Linked DNA regions of Triticum aestivum: region 1 is linked to region 2. The links are chromatin contacts, called in public Hi-C maps. All regions are on one chromosome and are shown on one strand. The core of a region is the stretch at or near the end of the contact, and the rest is flanking DNA. Distances in the headings are between cores, read along the strand shown.

The links. A called contact is a pair of places that touch in the nucleus more often than the background predicts.
Region 1: a contact with region 2 is called in a Hi-C map of leaf, with 5 times the contacts expected there. The contact joins the promoter of LOC123058558 here to the enhancer-like site in region 2. A contact is called at or near these places in 4 of 5 Hi-C or Micro-C datasets (leaf, root and an unstated tissue) and 1 of 1 datasets of contacts at active chromatin or transcription factors (leaf).

Annotation. Positions count from the first base shown.
Region 1 is chr1A:479,870,583-479,876,420 of IWGSC CS RefSeq v2.1, forward strand. It overlaps LOC123058558 (splicing factor 1), which reads right to left and starts at 1,276. Exons shown (of 5, transcript XM_044481274.1): 1 at 927-1,276; 2 at 489-845; 3 at 78-396. The coding sequence starts at 1,124.
Region 2 is chr1A:479,546,837-479,553,409 of IWGSC CS RefSeq v2.1, forward strand. No RefSeq gene overlaps it. Among protein-coding and RNA genes, the nearest start is that of LOC123058540, 190 kb to the left of the region's middle. Within about 2 kb of position 5,050, at least 3 of the 8 cell types and tissues checked have an H3K27ac peak or open chromatin away from gene starts, as enhancers often do.

The DNA of each region.
Region 1 (5,838 bases), core at 26-2,525, 320 kb after region 2:
GCCACCAACGACGAACGCCAGCCGGGGTAATCAACAACCAGAACGGCCAAAAGAGGTGTTACGAGTGGTACACGCACCAGACTTCTTCCTGGGCTCGGCGGGGGCGCCGGCCGGGCGCGGGAGGAAGACGCCGGTGCCGTTGCGCTCGCGCTTGGCGCCGGGCGGCGTCAGGAACACGGCCCGCATGCCGGCGGCGGCGGGATGGGTGGGGTGGGGTGCAGGCGCGTGCTGCAGCTGCGTCTTCAGCAGCGGCGGGAACGACGCCGGGCTCAGGTCAATCGGAGCGGCGCCGGCCCTCTTGGCTGCCGCGTTACGACGCACGCCCCATGCAGCGGCCGCGGCCAGCTGCCGGTCCCTCTGCTGCTTGAAGAGCTGCTGCTGTTTGAGGAGATGAAACTGCACAACACAGACACAAACACAGATGTTAAAGAAGAAGAAATCTTCAGGTAGGAGACGCAGACAAGAGCGCCATGCGACTGAGAACTCACCCTGGCAGCCTGTATCTGGCGCTGCGTGATGAGGTGCGCGAACGGGTGGTAGTACACGCCGCCCGCGGCCGTGCCGGCTGGCGCAGGCACGTGAGGCGGCGGCGGAGGAGGCGAGGCCTTCCGCGCAGGCGGCAGAAAGCCACCGCGGCCGTGTAAACCGTAGGGGTTGCCCGGCGCCGGGATGCTGTTGACCTGCCCGGCCGCCTCGTAGAGGACGTCCCACGGGTCGGGCGGCTGCTGCTCCAGCGGGGACGACGGCGGCGAGTTGCCCTGGGAGGCGCCGCTGTTGGGGCTCTCCTGGCCGGACTTGGGCAGCCCGCACAGCGTCGACTTGGGCGACCCCGCAGTCACCTCCTCCTGCCAAACAATCAAGCGAACAATCAGGAACCGGCGCAGGTACTACGCATAACGAGCCACGCAAAGGAGCAAGAATCCAACCTTGGCAGGCGTGACGGCAAGTTTGTCGCCGCCGAGGAGGCCGGCGAGGCGGCGCGAGAGGCCGGCCAAGCTGTCCTCCTCATCGCTCTCGCTCCGCGCGGCCACCGCGGCCTTCTCCTCCTCGGAGAAGAAGTCGTCATCCAAGAACTCGTCGGGGAGCAGGAACTCCTCGCCGCCGTCGGACCACTCCACCGCCATTCGCTCCACCTTGAAGAATCGTCGTCCGGGCCGGCCGTCTAATGGAAGGCAGGGGAGTGCTGTGCTTATCAGCGGAAAGAGGTGGGACGGAGGAGGGGAGGGGAGGGGAATGTCGATGGGTTTGAGCTGGGGGTGCAAATGCTGCTCACCCTCTCTCTCCGTTGGGTTTATAAAAGAGAGGCCAGCGGCGAGGTTTGTGGGGAAATAATAATTATTTTCCCTCATTAAGGAGGTCTCTTTTCTTTTTTAACCTGCCGTGCATGCATTTGTGAGTGGAGTGAGCTGTGCCTGTGACGGTGCGTGTGAACCGTAGTACTAGCCCGGTAGGCTCATTTCTGAAGTATATTCCGATTTTTTCTTCAGAATGCATTGTGCTTCGAACTTTTTTTGTTACACACTTCTTTTTAGATTATATACAAACTGTGCTCCGATTTATTGTTATTATTGCATTTATTATGTGCGCCATGTCAATGGCATTCCACCCACTCACCAGGTTCTTAAACGGTAGCTGAACCCACTCTACAACCAAAATCAGAATAGCGGGGAAGGCAAATTTTCTTTCTGTCTTCGTTAGGCACTGACCTAAACCTAAACCAGAGTGCAGTGGAGCTCCTGCCGGCCGGCCAGTGCCGCAACCCGCAAGTGCAACTGCTCTGGCTCAGCCGAGGTCGGTTTTCAGGTCAATAAATTGGGCGAGTTGGCGGGAGTAAAGAAGCGGCGGGAGTTTTTGCGATGCGGTCACGAGAATTGCATCCTCTCGAGATATCTCTAGCTGGGCTTTGGGAATTTAAGTTGTGTTCTTTGTACTGCTACAGCGCATTAAAGTCGCGGGCGCTTTAAAGGCGGGTGTGCTGTGGTGTGGTGCGGTATACGGAGTGGAAAAAGGGAAAGGGCGTGGGTTGATGGCGTGATGTCGGGTACGGGCGCGAGTAGAAAACTATAGGAAAATGCCGAGCTGCACCCGGTAACCTGCCGCTGTAAAGTGAAGTGGGCGGCCGATGCGACCCGGTGGACGGTACTGTAGTACGTACTTGCGCGAGACGGACAGGCGTACTGTACTGGCCGTCGTGGTACTGGCCCGGCGGTTCATGGCGGCGCCGCAATGGGCGTGACCCGGTAACCCGACCCGGTGCGGCGGTCGGCCGGCGACCAGTGCCCATCCGCCGCTTGGTGGCCTAATTCTTTTTTCTCTTTCACATATAAACAAAAAAATGCTACATACTCCCTTATTAATTAATATGAATTAGAGAGAGGACTGATTTTTTAAAAGAAAAATGCTACTCCTATATACTCAGAGTTCACTCTTTTGACAGCTCTGGATAAGAAGGACAGAGGCAAACAGGAAACTGTAGTAAGTATTGTAGCCGTACGATGTGCAGCGCCGGCCAGTTGCCTGGGCCGGCCCCCACCTGTCATCGGCCTGGAGGGGCCACCGGAGCGGGGCTCTCGGAATCCTGTGAATCTCTGCGGACCGGACGCCGGAGATCCCCGCACCGCAACGAGCTGCCGTGGGCCCCGCCACAGCCGCATCGCTCTCCCCCGCGGCCCACCTTGGTCTCGCTCTCCTCTGCCGCTTCCTTGGGCCCACCCAACCGCTGCTACCGACGGGGCGGGCCCTGCCAGGGCCCTCGAGCCTCGCGGACGCCAGCCAGGACTTATCATCTCCAGTTCATTTTCCGTTGTCTCAAAAAAAAATCTCCAGTTCATTTTCCTCTCGTTCTTTTTTGGCGGGGAAATTTCCCTCTCAATTTACTCAAACTCATTTTGTTATTTTCTCAAAAGTTTTTTTTATTTTCTTACGCCGGATTATTACTGGAGCGAGTGGGAGGTGCTGAGGCGGTGAGCGTGGGGACGTGCGTAGCGTACCAACCGCAAAGCGACCGTTCTCTTTTTACCCTGCTGTGTTGTTATCCCTTCGTAAAAGTTTGGCGGCAAAGGAAAGTAACCCCGGTTGGCGAGTTAAACTCGCAGCATCTCCATCGATCGATTGCATGGAAACGCTTTCTCCTCCGACGAGCGGCTGCATGGTTGGGTCCTCGGGCGGGAAAAGAATATGCTACGTACTCAAACCAGGTACAGCCTGCTTCTACGTGACGTATTGCCTGCTTGACCGGGCGTACGTCGCTGCGTTTGCGTTGCAGATTGCACCGCACCGCGGTGCCTATCCGTTCGTTCGTTCATGCCATCGAGCGGCACGCGCGCGCGCGCCGCAGAGCTCCAATGATGCGCGCGCCGGCCCGCCGCCCGCGGACGTGTCGGATCCCCACTGGCCGCTCCACGTCCCGTGACGTCGGCTGCGACAGCTACGTGCTTTCCGTTTCGGATCAGCATCGAGGAACAGCTCGTGCCCGGATTATACTTACTTAACTTAACTTAGTGCACGCTGGTTAGCATGTTTTTCTCTTTCTGTCTCCTTTTTCGGTAAGAGATAGCGGCGTGGTTTGTCTCCGAACGGAAATCCCGTCACGCATTGGATGCCCTTTCGTTTGCTCTTTGCCGTGCGAGTGAGACAGCCAGAACGGGCGTGGTATCCTTTCGGTAAGGCTGGTCACAATGAGGAGGAACTTAAGGATAACATCACACACTTCAATACAATTTTGCTTATGTGGCACATATTTAATGAAGAGAGAGGTGCTTGTGATAACTAGCTAAGTTATCGAAACATCACACATTCCAAAAAACAATGAGTCTATAACCTAATAAATGTATCGTTGCATGACACTATATAGATGTTTCTACCCACTATGAAGGTAGTAACATATGTTATTGACCATTGTGACCAGCCTAAAGCGGCTGGAGAACAGGGACCCCGGATCGCTCGGCATGCCGAGCGATTCGAGCAACCAGATCTTCGTAAATGGCGACGGTGTAGTACATGGAACCAGCCCACCGTGTTTTGTTTTTGTTTCCGCGCAAAACTCCAATACGGAGGGAAGAAAGGCAGGAGCCGGAGCGAATGGTGGGAAAGGAGTGCGCAAACAAAGACCCGACGAAAAGTTTGAGAAGCGTCTGGGCGGGACGAGGGGTTTTGGCGTTTGCCTCCATGCCGGCCTGCACGCTCCCGCTGCGCGCGGCACGGCAGGCGGCTTCTCGTTCTGGGCCTCGCTCCGGCGCTGAGCCCAGACTGCGGCGCCTGCCTGCCGTCTCGTGACCTAATTACTCTAGGGTTTTGCGGCCGGGGAGTCAAATTAGTTTAGTGGAGTCAATGGGCGTGGTTGAAGAATCGGGCGGTGTTCTCGTGGGACAATCTGTCCCCTCCGCGCCCCGTTTAACTGCAGAGATTGGAGTGCAGACAACGGCATGGGGCCGTGGCCGTGGGTTAGAAAAATCGAACGGGGACTCGCCGTGGCTGGCTGGCACCTGCGAGTGTGAGTGAAGTGAGTGATGAGAGTGGGGTGACAGCGCAGGATGGTGTGTTTTGGAGATATTTATGTCGGCACCAGGTAGATAGGCCACGGGCACGCGGACGGGCGGTGGTTGGAGCGGCGTGTGTGCTCGCCTCGCTGCGGCGGTCGCGGGGCCAGCTGTCGCCGGTCAAACCTCAAACGCAGCTTGGCGCCATCGGGCCTCGCTTTCCCGCCATTTCTGGAGGAGCCCCCGAGCTTTTCCCGCGCGAATGATGGCGCCTGCTTTGCGGTCGCGGGGGCGGGGCGGGGCGCGCGCAACGGTCGCCCTCCGCTTGCTGCTTTGCTCGCCGTCGCATTGCACTCACAGCGTCATGATGCCTGCTGACAGCAATGTGGTGTATGAATGCGCGCGCTGTGTGTGGATGCGTGGATACGTAGCAGTAGCGCTGTCGAATTGTGCTTGATTGAGTCATGCTGAGAGCAGAGGATAATTGACATCGTTACTCAGACATGGCCTTGAAAATCAATGTTGCCGGCGGCACGGAGCCACGGTTAAAAAAATCAGAAGATAAAGGGCGGCCTGACTATTAACGCACCAGCATGTGTGTGTGCCGTTGTACGTCCAAACCAATAAAACTGTAACTGTTCAAAGAAAAAAATTACAAACGGCATTGATTTTTTGGATGGTACCACTAATCATACGTATGTACCATTGTACCGGAATGGTACTACTGTAGCCGATGTTTACCCAAGATTCACGAGCTGGTTGCTGTCATGTTTTCCCCTGTGTCCTTGGCCCAAGGGATTTAGGATTCAGTATTGTTTTAATGTTTTTAGAAGAAAAAACAGAGGTCAGTCCCCGACTTCATTATCACGTGAAACAACAGAAGCGACACCATAGGCCCATGATGTTTTTCTACCAGGAGATCCGAAGAAAGAAAACATGAAATCGTTGTGCATGTAGTCAACAGAAACAAGTCGTCGGTCACTTCGCTAAGAGTGCAATCATTAGGGATGAAATGAGCAGATTCATTGCAGCTAGCGCCTCGGGGGTTCCTTTTGTGGATAATCCAGCTGGAGCTGAAGCTAGACCTCTCCTAAATGGATTGATTCTTGCTGGCTAAATGGGATGCTCTAAACTGCTTGTTGAATCCAATTGCATGGAAGTGGTAGAGACTATGCAGCAAGGGGGAAACTCCATCGGACCTGGGACGGCGACATATGAAGAGTGTACTTTTTTATGTCGCAAATTTACTTATGTTATTTTTGCTCGTTGTCCTACAGAAGCAAATATGGCAGCTCATGTGATAGCTAGCATGGTGGTTGATGCCCAAACGATTGTGTGGACAGCAGATCCACCTGAGTTC
Region 2 (6,573 bases), core at 3,800-6,299:
TCTTTAATCTATTTTATTTTATTTTTACTTTAAATTTTCAGCTTTATTTTTTTATTTTTTCTTGTTCGTTTTTTATTTTCCTTTATAACTTTTTTATGAACACCTTCCAAATTCTTGAATATTTTTCGAAAGCATAACTATATTTTCAAATCATGAACATTTTTGAATTCTTAAGCATTTTTTAAAACTGTGAACAAATTTTGAGACCCTGAAGATTTCTGAAAATTTGAGAACATTTGTTTTTTACAAATTAGCGTTTGTTTTCTGAAATTATGAATTTTTTTAATTTGAGAACATATTTTAAAAATTCGTGAACATCTTTCAAAAATCATGAACATCCTTTTGAAACTCCTTAAATAATTTTTGTATCAGCATACTTTTTTTAATTAATGAACATCTTTTGAAATACACAAACTTTTTTGTTTTGACGAACATATTTTAATGTAACGAAGAAAATTTTAATCAACAAATATTTTTTGAATCTATTTAATATTTTTTGAAATTCATGAACCTTTTGAATTCAGTGAAAATAATTAAAAATTCATGAATATTTTTTGAATTCATGAATATTTTATGAAATACTAATCATTCTGAAATTTGTTTGTATTTCTTAATTTATTGAATTTTTTTCAAATTCATGCACATTTTTAAATTAAGAAAGTTATATGAAATCCCAATGATTTTTTATTTTAAGATTTATGAAGAGTTACCAAAAGTTAAAATAAATAAATAAAAACATAAACAATGAAAAACAAAAACAAAGGTACTGGGAGTGAGGTGTCCCACAATGGTAGGCCCCAATTATGCGCGGAGGAGGGAGCGGGGTGCGAGTTCGCTAAGCATCCAGCACGCAGGTCGCCAAATAAGAGCTCCCTGGTCTCGGAGCGGATTCTCGAAATCACTAATTAAGGAGTACTCGTTGCAAAGAACACTTCATTTTCCCAGGTCGCGACAAGTCGCGCACATGTAGCGCGCCACTTGTCGCCACTTGAAAGTTTTCCTTTTTTCGTAGATCTGTTTATTCAAAATGTTCCATCTTTTAAACTGTGCGTCCAAATCTCGAACCGTTTTCACCATTGGATTCCTCGCGTCGAGATCTTCAAAATTAGATCCCGTGTTGATAGGTTTTGACGAACTTTTTTTTCACGAAAAAACTGGGCGAAAAAACCATGCAAAAAAACCGAACCGGGAGCACGGTTTTTCCCCCTTTCCGAATGAGGCACGTCCGTGCCTCTCGCGAAATTACACCCGTGCCTCTCATGGAAGCAAAACCGTAACTCTCGTGGAAGGAAAAAAAATAGAAAACACGTTTTTTTTTCGTTTCCGAGAGGCACGGCCGTGACTCTCATGAAAGCACAACCGTGCCTCTCGCAGAAGCAAAACCGTGACTCTCGCAAAAGAAAAAACAGAAAACACGTATTTTTTTCCCTTTCTGAGAGGCACGGCCGTGACTCTCGCGAAAGCACAACCGTGTCTCTCGCGGAAGCAAAACCGTGACTCACGTAAAAGAAAAAAAAACCAGAAAACGTGTTTTGTTTTTCCCTTTCAGAGAGGCACGGCCATGACTCTCGCGAAGGCACAACCGTGCCTCTCGCGGAAGCAAAACCATGACTCTCGCGAAAGAAAAAAAAACAGAAAATGTGTTTTTTTCCGTTTTCAAAAGGCAAGGCCGTGACTCTCGCTAAAGCACAACCATGCCTCTCACGGGAAAAAATCGTGACTTTCGTAAAAAAACGCGTTTTTTCGCGCAAATTTTTTTTGATCGAAAAGCTAAGGAAGACCGGGGAAAAACCAAAACATAAAAAACCCCAGAAAAAACCATTTAAAAAGCCGAAAACGCATGCGGAAAAATAAATAAAAAAACAAAATCCGGAGGAAGCGTCCAGAGCGCGACACATGGCGAATGGCTGAGAGCACGCCAGGTGGCGCTGATCGTTGCGAGGCTCCTGAAGAAGCGCTCGTTAACTAGTTACTCCCGCGGATCCTATTCCCCGCGTACCGAGAGCATAGCGCTCGAACATCCCACATTCGCTAACTATATTGGAAGGGGCGGCCCATTTTGGAGTTTTTTCGACCTGTTTTGGGAAGGTTCTAAAAACTCCCTGAAGTGTTTTTTCTTTGTTTTTATCTTTCATTTTTCTTTATTATGTTATTCCTTTTATTTTCTGAATTTTCTTCTTCACTTTTCCAAATTAGCAATTTTTTTGAAACCATGATCGGTTTTGAAATTTTGAACATGTTTTGAATTAGAAAACATTTTTTGCGAAATCAATAACATTTTTTATCTCCATTAGCATTTTATAATTTTTTCAAAGTTACTTCAAAATTACTAACATTTATTGAATACATGAACATTGTTTTTTCAAAATCAGGAACATTTGTGAGTCCATGAACAATTTATGATTTCCTGGACATATTCTCAAAGCTTTTAATATTTTTTGAATTCATGATTAGTTTTTGAATTCATGAACATTTTTCCAAAGTCACAAACATTTTTTTGATTTCCCAAGCATTGTTTTCAAAATTATGAACTTTTTTCTGAATACATGACCATTTTTTTCACAATCAAGAACATTAATTTGAACTTGTGAACATTTTATGATTTCCTGAACAGTATTTTAAAATTGTGAACATTTTTTGAATGCACGACCTTTTTTTTAAAACAACAGGCATTTTTTGATTTCACAAACATTGTTTTCAGAATTTTGAACATTGTTTTGAATACACATTTTTTTAAATGACTGACAATTTGAATCTGTGAACATTTTTTGATCCCCTGAACATGTTTTTTCAAAATCTTGAACTTTTTTATGTCATGAACCCTTTTGCAAATATTAACATTTTTCAAATTACTGAACATTTTTAAAATTTTGGATCTTTTCCTAAATACCACCTTTTATTTTATGTTGAAAATACAAAAGAAAAAGAAACTAAAGAAAAAAGGGTTTTGGGAACTCTTTTTGGAGGCTTGTCCCTGCTATTCAGCGCGTAGGTCAGGGAATAGGTTCTCGTGGTTTTCGGGACCTTCCTTTGAACCGGTTTTTCCTGTTGTTTTCCTTACTGTTTATTCCGGCTTTCCTTTTTTATTTTCTTCGGTTTTTCTTTATTTTCTTTTTCTATAAATTTTCAGTAATGTTTAATTTTTTTTCGTTTTTGAAAGATGATCATGATTTTAAAACCTGTCAAGTTAAAAAAAGTTCATGTTTTTATAAAATTGTTCACATTTTTTTTGGATTTTTAGAAATGGTTCACAATTCCATTAAATGTTCGAAAAATTAAACAATGTTCTTATTTTCCAAAAGAAATCCATAATATGAAAACATATTTAGAATTTCAATAAGAGATCACATTTTCCAAAATTTGGTCGCAATGTCAAAAAATATTCAGAATTACAAAGATGTTCACCTTTTCCAAAATTTGGTCGCAAATTTGTAAACCACTCGCCACAGCGAAATGCTGCGATACTGCGCACTGCAGTACCTCTTGCCACAATAGCATTGTGCATCCATGTACGTGGTCGTCGGGGTGCGTGCCACGGCCAGCAGCTCCTCTGGCTCTGGCTGTGGTGCCTACGTACGTTGTGTGTAGTAGCCACCCCGCGGCGTGCTCACCCGGATTGAGCAGACAGGTCTGCCATGGCGTGCCCGTGAGTGCCGTGCTATTGCGACCTAATCGACGAGAGCGTCCAGAGGCACGCATGCACTTGGCATGCTCACGCGCCCGTAGTGGAGTGCCGATCCCAGGTGCCAGGTTCATCTGGCTCGACGGCTAGATGTGATGTGCCTTCCAGTTTTGGGTTTCTTCCTTGCTTGATAGACTTGGACACTTGTGCAGAAGCGGACAACGGAGGGCGTTCGATGCACACGAGACTGGATCCCAAAATTAGGAGCAGAGTGCAGTCGAACCATACACGAGGCGTCGAAGTTCATGGTGCTCCATGAACGACATGGCAGATCTCGTCGGCGGGGAGGCGTTTGGAGGCGGAGATGCAACATGGATGCGCTCGGTTGGCCGCCGTCGGCCTCCCTAGTCCGTGCGCTGCTGGATCTAGCTAGTCTTGTTCGGTTTGCAAAAAAAGGCTAGTTGCAAACCCTATTCATGAAACAAAGCACCAATTGTAGAAACGTGGAGACGAAAGGGGTCGCTCTCCATCGTCTGATTAACAGTGCATCAGGCAGACAGAGAGGCGGTGGACGCTCGCATAGGATCGGTCGGCCGAAGGTAAAACGTTTCCATTAATGAAAGATGACCACAATTTTAATACCTATCAATTTTTAAAAAGTTCATGTTTTTATAAAATTGTTCATATTTTTTGGGATTTTTAGAAACTTTTAACAATTCCAATAATTTTTCAAATAAATAAAAGTTATTCTTTTTTTCCAAAAGGAATCCATCATTTTAAAAAATATTTGGAATTCCAATGAACATTCACATTTTCCCAAAATATGGTTGCAATGTCAAAAATTATTAAGATTTTTTTTAAAAAAAACGCCTTTCCCAAAATTCGGTCGCAAATTTGTAAACCTTTCGCCACAGCGAAACGCTGCAATACCGCGCACTGCAGTGTCCCCTGCGACAGTAGCATTGTTCGCGTCAATGTACGTGTCCGCTGGGGTGCGTGCCGCGGCCAGCAGCTCCTCTGGCTCCGTGACGTGGCGCCTACGTACGATGTGTGTAGCAGCCATGGTGTGCCCGTGAGTGCGGTGCGGTGGCGATCTAATCGACGAGAGCGTCCAGAGGCACGCATGCGCTTGGCATGCTCGCGATCCCGGGTGCCTTGCTCATCTGGCTCAATGGTTAGATTTGGTGTGGCTTTCAGTTTTGGGTTTCTTACTGGCTCGATAGACTTGGGCACTTATGCAGAAGCGGCCAACGGAGGGCGTTCGATGCCCACGAGACGGAACCCCAAAATTAGGAGCAGAGTGCAGTCGAGCCAGACAAGCGTAAACTGCCATCCAGAGTGGGCCTTTCGAGTAGAAGTAGTGGCTGCCAGAAATCGGCCGATTCCCGGCAGGCCTGGGTTCGCGCGTCGTCGCCATCCCAGCCAGCCCTAAAACAAGCACGCCGGAGCTGGACCGCAGGACCCTCCAGCGCCGTCCAACGCACAGCAGGATGGATCTGGCATGCCGCCTGCACCCCGACGCCGACGCGCCGTCCCTTGGACGTGAAGCCACGCACCACGCCAACGGAAACCAGCACCCGCCAGCCACTCATCACCGAAAGCGACGCCGAAATCAGCGAGGAATTGCATGCAATGCAAGCGCCGGCCGATGGAAATCGATCGATCGATCGAGATAGCCGAGGCGTGAAGCAGAAGCGTTCCTGTCCTCCCGTGCACTCACGCACGCCAGCGCGATCGAGGCGGGACATGCGAGGCGCGTGGTTTCTTAAAGCCGGACGTGCCGTCGGCGCGCCAACCTCCGCGTGCTTTGTACTCTAGCTCGATGCATCCATCGATCCATCGATCGGGGGCCCCGGCGGCACCGCCGTCTCTTCTGTTGAGTGCGGCAAGGGGGTTTGGTTTTGGATCCGCTCGCGCGGGTTGGCGGTGAGGGAGGGAGGGAGTTTTTATCATTTTATGCGTCTTGTTCCATTCGCACGTCAGGCCGCGTGCGTGCGCACATTACTGGAGTGGACCCCGTCTTCTATTGTGATCCGTCGGTGCTCCTTGGCCCGTCCGTGTACTCTGCATTCAGCAACAGCCAACTTGCAGCGTGATCTTGCTGGCATGCGTAGTGTTTTTTGGCTATAGCAAACTGCGCCGTCTCAGCTTTCAACGCCCGAGACCATAGTGTCGGCGCCGGCTTTCCGCCATGTATTGCAACAGCAGTCCAACTACAGCGCTTCAATTAACAACACGGGGAAATGCACGCAACACTGCTGCAGGTTTGACCTCACAGAGTTGCACCCTGCCGGCCTGTCAACCACCATTCAGAAAAAAAAAAACTTACAGGTGAAAACTCACACAAGTACCACGCCTATGTACCGCTAGTACTTTGTTACCATATCCTACTGCTAACAGTGGTACTAGTAGTAGTACCGTCTAATTATAGCACTAGTACTTTGCTAAAAGTAAATCACCATCCGAGGTATAAATAAATCACCGGGTACGCATAGCTGTCCCCTTAAACAACATGTCGTATTGTGCTGATACGCACTCCAAACACAAACAGATGAGCAGCAAAATAATCACCCCCTATTCCCATCTTGCTCTAGGTTTTCTTCCCGGTCACCACACGCAACAGGTATCCTGCAGACAGAGGGTCCTCGAGTGAAAGGCAGCAGTTCGTCGATCTCTCTCTGCTGGGTCGCGCGGCACAGCTAGATATCTCGGTCCCCCAGGCTTGCGGTCTTTGAGAAGAAGAAGAATGGCCACCATCCCCACCGGCTGGCGCGGGTCCAACAGCTAGCTACAGCTAAACCCGCGATGAACCCAACTGTCATGCCGCCGAAGCCCAGATCCAGACAGATACCTAGGAGCCAGCTTCTCTCTTCCTCTTGTGGGCGCCTACCCCGCTCCTGTTGGCATACACATTTGTCTCCACCATACCCATCACCAACCAAGATACTTAA